Regions from separate parts of the Sus scrofa genome. Here region 2 is linked to region 1. A link is a contact called in public HiChIP or PLAC-seq data. All regions are on one chromosome and are shown on one strand. The core of a region is the stretch at or near the end of the contact, and the rest is flanking DNA. Distances in the headings are between cores, read along the strand shown. Region 1 holds the start of RPS6KA1 (ribosomal protein S6 kinase A1). Region 2 holds the start of ZDHHC18 (palmitoyltransferase ZDHHC18).

Evidence for each region. HiChIP or PLAC-seq counts read pairs in DNA pulled down with a chosen protein or histone mark.
Region 2: a contact with region 1 is called in an H3K27ac HiChIP or PLAC-seq map of alveolar macrophages. The contact joins the promoter of ZDHHC18 here to the promoter of RPS6KA1 in region 1. A contact is called at or near these places in 1 of 5 promoter capture datasets (liver), 1 of 47 Hi-C or Micro-C datasets (liver) and 1 of 2 datasets of contacts at active chromatin or transcription factors (alveolar macrophages).

Annotation. Positions count from the first base shown.
Region 1 is chr6:83,903,864-83,908,654 of Sscrofa11.1, reverse strand. It overlaps RPS6KA1 (ribosomal protein S6 kinase A1), which reads right to left and starts at 3,531. Exons shown (of 22, transcript NM_001243214.1): 1 at 3,345-3,531. The coding sequence starts at 3,407.
Region 2 is chr6:84,152,267-84,156,868 of Sscrofa11.1, reverse strand. It overlaps ZDHHC18 (palmitoyltransferase ZDHHC18), which reads right to left and starts at 3,015. Exons shown (of 9, transcript XM_013988799.2): 1 at 2,597-3,015. The coding sequence starts at 2,922.

The sequences.
Region 1 (4,791 bases), core at 2,282-4,781:
CTCTCGGAACCCCACATCCGTAAGAGCCGATGCACAAGGTCTCTAGAGAGGAATGGGCAGCCCTGGAGAAAGGACCAGGAGTGCAAAGAGGACCACAGCTGAGCTTCCCTCTTAGAGCCAGGGGCCTGGGAAGACAGGGTTCATTACCCCTTCTGGCCTGACCGCCGCACAGATGGTGGAAAGAATGCAGGTCCACAGCGACAAAGACATAAATCTAGCTCTGATCTTGCATCTGTCGCATTACTTCTCTGAGCCTTGGTTTCCTCATCTGTACCTTGAAGGCAGGGCTGTCTTGTTCACTGCTGTACTGTTGCTTGGACTGTACTACTCACACGACAAGTGCTCAATGGTATTTGTCAAATGAATGAATGAAAGGGAACAATGATACTGACCTTTCAGAATACTGAATGAAGGACCTTGTCTAAAAAGTCTGGTACAGGAAAGGTCCTTTGGCCTCAGAGGATGGAGACCTGCTCTCCTCCCTCTTCCTCTACTGCTCATGGGGCCAGAGGCCGAGGGCCCCCAGACCACTGCGCCCCCTCTGCAGAGGTGAGAGATGGGTTCCAACAAGCATCCTTCCTTCCAACTCAGCAGCTCTGTCTTGGGAAGAGGGGCCAGGGCAGCGTCCAGAGAAGCTGGGCAGCAGATGGACAAAGCCAGCACGTGCCCTACAGGCAGGAAGCAGCCCCAGGAGTTGGGTTCAGAGCCCAGCACTGGCAGCCCTGCACGCTGCTGGAAGCTGGGGGCCGGATGCCAGGGCCGGCTGGCATCCCCAGCCCTCGGCAAAGCCTGGAAGGAAGAGTCTGCCAACATCCGGAGCCTCTCTTGGAGTACCTTCCACCTGGGCCAGCTTGATCCCAGTTCTCCCCTGTCCTTAAAGTCTCCCACCACTTGGTAGAAGACAGCGAGGGACCTGGGTTCCAATTCTGACTCTGACATTAATTCATAGCCCAGTTCACCTCTCTGAGTTCGGTTGTTCCATGTGAAAATGGGGGTAATAATCCCTTCCTTGAAAAGTTGTTCGGAGAATGATTTTATTTGAATAAGGTAACATAGGTGAAGTGGGGTGGGTAGCACATAGTGCAGCTCTGTACACAGTGAGGCTGGGCCTGGGGCCAAGGTTATGGCTTTCAGCAGGGCCAGCGAAGGACCAGGCAGAATCCTCACCCACACTTCCAGGGGGTTTACTCCACCTGGGCCACACCCTGGACAAGGCCCTGCCTCACCAGCAGCCCATTTTCAGCAGCGTCATGGGGAAGGCAGGGCGGTCCGTGTCCCAGGCCTCTGCCAAATGCCCCCGCCAGCCCCTGGCCTGCCTCCTTCCCAGCCAGGAGCCAGCGGCAACGCCTGTACCTGCAGGTCAGGCTGCTATATCACTTACATGTCACCTGGGCTAAGAACAGCGAGGCCCTGTTCTCCAGTGAGAACAGCCCACTCCGCGCCCTGGCTGCCCCATGGCTCCTGTTACCCAAACAATAACACCCTGTCACCTGGCACCTCCATGGAGTGGGGAGGAGGAGAATGGGCAGCAGAACCCAGGGCTCTGCACCCTCTCAGAGCCAGAAAGTAGAGACCAGAACCCAGCCTTGGCCACTGGAGCAATAGTGGCCCAGAGAGGCTAAGGACTGACTGAGGGTCGCACAGCATTCCCAAGGTAGTGCCAAGAAGCTCCTGGAGAAAACACAGCCCCTCCAACCCTAGGAAATAAGCCAGTTTTTCCCTCTCAGAGTTTGGGTGCAGTAGTGCTAAAACTGAGTTGAGTTTCCTGTTTAAACCTGGCCCCTGCCTCAGGATTCCCCAAAGGGAAGCAGGAAGTAGTGCCCTGGACTGGGAATTGAGCTCCTGAGTGTCCGCCTCCCCTGCTAGTGTAACACACGGTATGTTCTCAGCTGAGGTCCCCCCCGGCCTCTCCCAGTCTACCTTCCTCTGAGAGATCTAGGTCGCAGGAGCGTGCCAGGGCAAAGGAATCCACCTCAGAGCAACCCCCCCAGCCCCTTGTGCCCCAGTCGGGGGGCGGGGGTTGGTGCAGTGTGGATAGGGGCTGCAGAGGGCAGTGTTCCTCACCTCAGAGGGTGAGTCAGCGAGAGAACCTCTGAGCTGAGCAGGGCCTGTAAAAACCCTATGGCAGGGATCCCAGAGCAATTTACTCCAAATTGGGCCTTCAGGTTGGTTACCTAATCCTGCCGCGCCCACCCTCCAATAGCCAGTGTCAGCAGTGACCATCCCTTTAAAGGGGCAGCACACCAGGGGTCCTCACTCTGATCTCAATCTGTGGCCCTGAGAGGCAAGGCACTTGGTGGTTGCCTCAGGTAAGTACCAAGGAGGTGTACTCAGCAGGGGCTATGAGCTGAAGCCAGGGGAAAAGCACCTTGGCTCCCAGGCTCACTGAGGTCCCCATACCCCCTCCCCTCCGCATATCCCCATATCTCCTCTGGAAAGGCAGTATCACCTACCTACTTCCCAGAATGAGGCTGAGGAGAAAGTTTTCTCCACCTGCTGGTTCAGGGGCTTGACCTTGACCCTGGAGGTCAAAGAGCACAGGAAGAGCTGGCCTTTTGCAAGTTTGGAGCCTATCATCTCAGAATCCTCAGAGGGCAGGAAGGAGTTGCTTCTGGAAGAGGCTAGGCAGGCAGAGGCCAAACTCCTCAGGGGCCCAACCCTTCTTATTGGGGGGGGGGGGACAAGAAGCAGCGGCAGCCACCAAGGTCCTCCCCCTCTCCAGGAATAGTCGTCACAAGGACTAAGGGCTTTTCCCCATTCTCTTCTCTACAGCCCGGGGCAGGGGACACAGGTGTTCTCTGACCCTAGCCTGGGGCAAAGAAAACCAAGAGTTTCTGCCCCAGACGGGCCGTGTCACCCCAAATTCCACAACTGCCAGGGTCAAAGGGGCAATCCTTCTAGGGTCAGCAGCGGAAAAGCTGGGAGATCTTCCGGTAGGGCGATGCGCGATGTCAAGGAGAAGTGGGGGGTCCTACGACCCTTGTCTCTTGTAGAATCCGAGACATCTGGCAGCCCGGAGCTGGCCGCCTGGGCTAATGAAGGAAACTCCCACACCTCCCGGTACAGGTCCTAGGTGTAGGGAGAGGTAAGGGGAGGCCAGATCTCAGCGCACCGCGGGATCCCCTCTCCACGCTAAGGGATTTCTCGGCACTTGGCGGAACTGTCCCTCGCTCACACACACCCAGGACATAAGGGGGTGGAGCCGGAGAGGGGCCAAGAGATCGGAGGGCACTCGCGTCCTCGCAGGCGCCCGCCAGGCTCCGGCGGCGCCGCGGGCCGCCCCGCCCCTGTAGGGACCCGGGCTCGCCGGCCGCCAGCGCCCTTCTCCCGCCCAGCTCACTCACCTCCGGGTCCAGCGGCACCAGCTCCATGAGCGGCCAGGGCTCCTTGAGCTGAGCGAGAGGCATCGCGCCGCCGCCAGGCCGCCGGAGCTCCACCGGCGGCGCCGGCTGCGCCGCCTCTCGGGTACCAGGGTCCCCGGCTCTGAGCCCTCGTGCCCCCTCGCCCCAGCAGAGACCCCGGCACTCAGGCTGGGCCGTCCACCACAGCCGCCGCCGCGGCACTCGCACTTCGGCTCCCTCCGTCACCCGGCGCCGCCGCGCCCATTGGCTACCTGCGCGGGGGCGGAGCCAGTAAAGCCACGCCCCAGCCCCCGCGGCGCGGCATTCCCAGCGCAGACCCCCCGCCCCCTCTGCTAGGGGAGTGCTGGCCCCGCCTCCACCGCCAGCCCGGGGTCGGTCTTCTGCTCCGCCCGGGAGAGGTCCGCTTGACTTCTCCCTCTCAGACCTGGTTTCCTCCGCGCTGACCTCTCCAGGGCCACCAATCTCCTCGACTCAGCTCGTTTTGAATTGCTCCTTTTCCCTCCAGCCGCCCTGTTTGCCCTGTTCCCGTCTCCTCCCAACCCCTCCCCCCACACACAGACACACTAAATGACCTGGCCCTGACCCAGGCGGAGGCTGGAAAGGAGCCTGGGCCCTACTGCCCTCATTAGGAGGCCCTAGGACAATCCCCCTTACGGAAGCCGACACTGAGATCCCCTGGGGATCCCAGCGCCCCAACCCCAGGTAAGGTTTCCCCATCATCAGAACCCAGAGTGATGTCTTAATACACAGAATTTCTCCAGAAGCAGGACCAGCTTCTGGCTGATTTGGGCTTGTGCCTCCTCTAAGGAGAGTGGGTACCATGCTCCCAGGATTGACTGACACTGGACTGCCCTTGGAGTAAAAGGCCGGGAGAGAGAGTCTCCCTGGAGAGATTCAGCCTCCACCGAAAGAGGTGCTAGGGGTCCAGGCTTGCTGAGATTTATTCACACGTGGGGGCTTGGAGAGATGGGCTTGTTTTTTTTCATGGGCGAGGAAGAATGGCCATTTACAAAAGCTGTTCTAAAGCAGGACTGTTTCACAGAAGCCTTCTTTCAACCAGGTTTCACCAATGTGTGATTTCCTTGGATCCTCACCACCACCTAGTTTACACATCATAAAACAGTCTCCGAAAGGTATGAGTTACCCAGGGTCACGCAGCAGGTGGGAACAGATTAGGATTTTTAAAAATCAAAGTGCTTGAGAATTTCTCCTAAATTAAGATGCTCCCATGGAGTTCCCATGGTGGCACAGTGGTTAACAAAACCGACAAGGAACCATGATGTTGTGGGTTCAATCCTGGCCTTGCTCAGTGGGTTAAGGATCCCACGTTGCCATGAGCTGTGGTGTAGCTTGCAGACACGGCTCAGACCCCACGTTGCTGTGGTTCTGGCTTAGGCTGGTGGCTACAGCTCCGATTAGGCCCCTAGCC
Region 2 (4,602 bases), core at 1,766-4,265, 250 kb before region 1:
GAAGCTAACAAAAAGCCTTGCTATGTCAGGTGTTGGCAAGTGCTTTGGTGAGTAGGTCAGGGGAGAGGGGCAGTTTCCTAGGTTAAAGGGATGGTCTGGGAAGGACGAGAGAAAGTGAGGGAGTCAGCCATGAGGCTGTCTGAAGGAAGGATGTTCCCAAACAGTGCAAAGGCCCTGAGGTAGGAGGGTGTGAGGAAGCCAATGTGCCTGGGAGGGAAAGCATGGGAGCACTGGGAGGAGATGGGGACAGAGACGAGGCCACCACCAGGGCTGTGGCTCTTATCCGGAGAGCCAGGGAATATTTGGATCTGACCTGAAATGAAAGGGACATGCCGGCTGCTGTGGGGGGGTGGGGCAGAGGGCAGAATCTGGGAGCCCTGTTGGGAGGCCTGCGCGACAATGCACCCAACCCAGCAGCGGGGAAAACCACGCTCGGCAGCAGAGGCCCCAGAGCTCCTGTCGCCCTCCAATGCCCTCATCAACAGCGTCCCATACGCCAGGTACCCACTGAGCTTTCACCCCAGTACAGCCCCAACCCAAATCCTCCTGCCCACACCACCACCCCAAGTGAGGAGGAGCAGAGACAAGGACCAGATGATTCACGAGCTCTCCAGGAACCCAGACGTCCTCGCTTCCTCCTCTCTAGAGACAAATCTGTCTCTATTGAAGATATCCCCTCAGCCCAGAGAAGGCCCTGCTGCTGAACTGCCCGAATCCCACACTGCAGGGTCACAGGGACCAACCCCAGTAAGCACCACTTCCTCTTGCCTTGGCTGCAGCCCTGGCTGGGAGGACCAGGGGGAGCCGGAGGGATGCTGGAAAAAACACTTTCAAAGCAGCCACATGGGCTGGGCCAGCAAGGTGGATCTGAAACTCAGCCCAAGGGTCATGCTGGAGGCCCGGGGCTCTCCGGAGCTTCTGCTTGTTAAATTATCCTGGAACTTTCTATCCACCCTGAGTCAGAAAGGAAAGGTGAAAGGGAGAAGCTAATTTGTAGGAAGTCCTCACCTTGCTTCAAGGGGAAACCCAAGGATGCAGATATATGATCTGGCCACTGGAAAAGGTACCAGTGTCTCTGTGGCAGCCTTATCATGGCCCTTGGGAAGGGTTTTTTGGTGATGACAAGTAATAGCTCCCGCTATGCTTATTACCAGATAAAAACTTAGGTACATGACTTCACATTACCCGTGTGACAACCTGAGGGGGTGGGTACTATTATAAACCCCATCTTATAGATGAGGAAGCTGGGATCTGAGAAGTGAAGTGACTGCCCCGAAGTCACACACTGAGTGCATGATGGGCCCGAGATTTAACCAGCTTTGTTAGCTGCAGAGATGGAGTTCTTAGCCACCTGTATAACTAAGACCACAGAGGATGGGTAGAACTAGGAGGGGAAAGTGGGGTTCATGTAGTATGGGGTGGGTGGGCAAGGAATCAGGACACAGGTGGCTCAAGCTAGCAACCAAGGGTAGAGTGGAAAACTCTGCATACCAACATGTGATCCTGGTAAAGCGACAAGCATCCCCCCCTCCATCCATGACATGGAGAATACTGTGTGGGCCAATCTTGGGTCCCTGGGGTTATAAAGAGGTCAAGAACCCATGGGGACAAATATGACCTGTCACATGAAAATATTCTCGCCTCTTGAAAAATAGCAAGGCACTGCAGCTGTTCCTGCCGTGAACAGGACAGAGGGTGCTCCGGAGCACTGGGAAGGGAAAGGAAGCCAGGAGTCAGGAGGTGGGGGGCAGGGGCCTGGGAGATGTCTGGGGGGACTGGGGGAGGCAGGGGTAAGGACAGGAAGCTCTGGAACAAAAAATAAGGAAGGTGCTGGAGAGGAAAGGGGAGGCCTGAGTGGCCCAAAGATGTTTGAGGGCCTAGAGAGAGAATGGCCAAGGGGAAAACAGGGGTGGGGGGGCAGTGCTGAGAGTGGAGAGGGGACCTAGAGGGACCTTGGAGGGATCCTGGAAGATGGCCTTGAAATTTCAAAGGGGAGAATATGGCCAAAGGATAAGGAAGAAATTCAAAAACTGTCTGGAAGGGATATAAAGAAAAGATGCCCCACGGGGTCCGAAAGAAACTAGAAGGCAGGCAAGGGGATAGGTGAGGAGAGGGGATCCATCCAAGGAGCTGGGGGGCCTGGTGCAGGCTCTGAGAGGGCAGAGAGGATGGGGGCCTCGAGGCACATGGGAGGGCCATGTTCCTGGCAGAGGCCAGCAAAGGCAGAGTGCCAGGGAAGGATGGGGGTGCTAGGGAGGGGCCGGAGGACCAGCTTAGATGGCGATCCAAACTAGCATGGGAGGATGACCAGTCTGGGAGGGCTGGAGGGGACCCGGAAGGACAGACAGAAGATAAGGAGATTGGAGAGGCCTGAGGGCAGATTCTGAGAAGCACAGGGAGGATGCGGCCCGGGAGGAGCCTGGCAGGTGCTGGGAAGGGCAGAGTGCCCCGGGAGGTGGGAGAGCCCAGCAGGGGACCAAAGGGGCTGGAGCGCCCAGAGAGGCCTGAGCAAGGGGGGTGCGCCCCAGGGGTCAAAGGGGACCGGAGGGAATGGGGCGCCTCAGGGGGCGGGGACGCGGGGCGCCGCCAAACTCACTCGAAGACGAAGAAGAGGACGGTGGTGGTGAGGATGAGCAGCAGCGTGAGGGCGAAGACGCCGCCGTGGCCGGCGAGCATGAGGCGGCCGCCGCAGTAGAAGCGGTTGCGGCCCGGGAACACCTCCCACTTGCGCCGCGGGCGGCGGCCGATGCTGCCGCTGCCACTGCCGCTGCCACTGCCGCTCCAGCGCGGCGCGGCGGCGGCGGGCGGCGGGGGCCCGGGGCCCGGGCCGGGGGGCGCGGCGGGGCCGGGGCGCCGCGCCCCGGGGGAGGCGGGCGGCGGAGCGGCCCCGGGGCTGATCTGCTGGTACTCACAGTCCTTCATGCGGCCAGCCGCGGACCTCGGCTCCGCGCCCCGCGGGCCGGCCGGGCCGCACCGGGACCGGGGCCGAGCAGAGGAGGCGGTGGCGGCGGCGGCGGCGGCGGCGGCGGCGCGCGCGGCGCTCGCTCGCAGGGGGCGGCCCCACGGCCGCCCTGCCCCGCCCCGCGCGGCCTCCCGCCGCAGCGCCCCCTCCGCCCGGGGCCGGGATGGCGCACGGGCCAGCGGCCCGGTCCTGACCCAGGGCCCTGGCCAATACCCTGCCGCCCGATGCCTGCTGCACAAGGATGGCGCAGCAGAGGCGCGTTCGGGACTCTTTCTCTTCTTTTGCGATTAAACCCTTTGTCGGGCGTCCCCTGTGTGCCAGGCACCGTGCCAAGCGCCGAGATTCAAGAGGTGGATTTCGTGATCTACTTCTGGGCATCTGTATTTCCAGGGTCAGGCTTTACCCATCTCTGATGACTTGCTGGACAGGCATTTGAGAGGCAGGCAGGGGGGCAGAAGGGGACACAATCCGCTTTGAAAGCGAGCGGCTTGTTCACTACGGTCTTGAAGTTCAACGTGCCAAAGGAGGAAGTACGGCACGTCCTCTGTCCTCCCTCGCCCAGCTCTGCGGTCCAGCTTTCCTATCACCTAATGCAGGGTTGATACCACAGGGCCCAAGTGGTTCTTCAAGAATTCCGAGTGTATTAGTTTTCTATTGGTGGGTAACAAAGTACCACAAATTTAGTGGTTTAAAACACCAGGTTTTGTATCTCACAGTTTCCAGGTCAGAAGCTGCAGCACAGCTTAGCTGAGTCCTTTCCTCAGTCTCAGAAGGCTGCAGTCAAGGTGTCAGCAAGGCTCATGCCCCTCTGGAGACCCAGCTGGAGAAGAGAACACCTGCAAACCCGCTCAGGTTTTGTTGGCAGAAAACTATTTCCTTGTGACTTCTGACTGAGGGCTGGGATTTTTGCTGGCTGTCAGCTAGAGGCCTCTCTGAGGTCCCAGCGGCCACTTGCGGTTCCTTGAGGTCACACAGTTCCTTGCCCTGCGGTTTTTGCCAGTATGGCCAGTTACTTCGCCAAGCCCACGAGGAGAGGCTCTAGCTCCAGTCTGCTAACACCCAATTTTATATAACCTAACTTACCTATGTAACGGGAGTGACAGCCCAGCGTTCTCACCATATTCTACAGGTTAGAAGCAAGTCACAAGCCCCACTTGAGCTTAAGAGGAGAGGATCACACGAATGAGTGAATACCGGGAGGCAGGAATCACTGAGGCTCACCTTAGGGTCTGTCCGCCACACTGGGGTTACTAGAAAACCTAAAGAAACGTATAGGCAGAGAGAGTTGGAGACTGGAATAGGAGAGAATAAGAGAGGAAGTTGGAATACGGGATGTGGAGGGGTAGAAAGGCAGTAACAGTGACCTCAAGGATCGCTCATTGTTGGGAGTTCCCGTTGTGGCTCAGTGGTTAACGAATCCGACTAGGAACCATGAGGTTGCATGTTCAATCCCTGGCCTTGCTCAGTGGGTTAAGGATCTGGCGTTGTGGTGAGCTGTGATGTAGGTCGCAGACGTGGCTCAGATCCCGTGTTGCTGTGGCTCTGGTGTAGGCCGGCGGCTACAGCTCCAATTAACCCCTAGCCTGGGAACCTCCATATGCTGTGGGAGCTGCCCTAGAAAATGCAAAAAGACAAAAAAA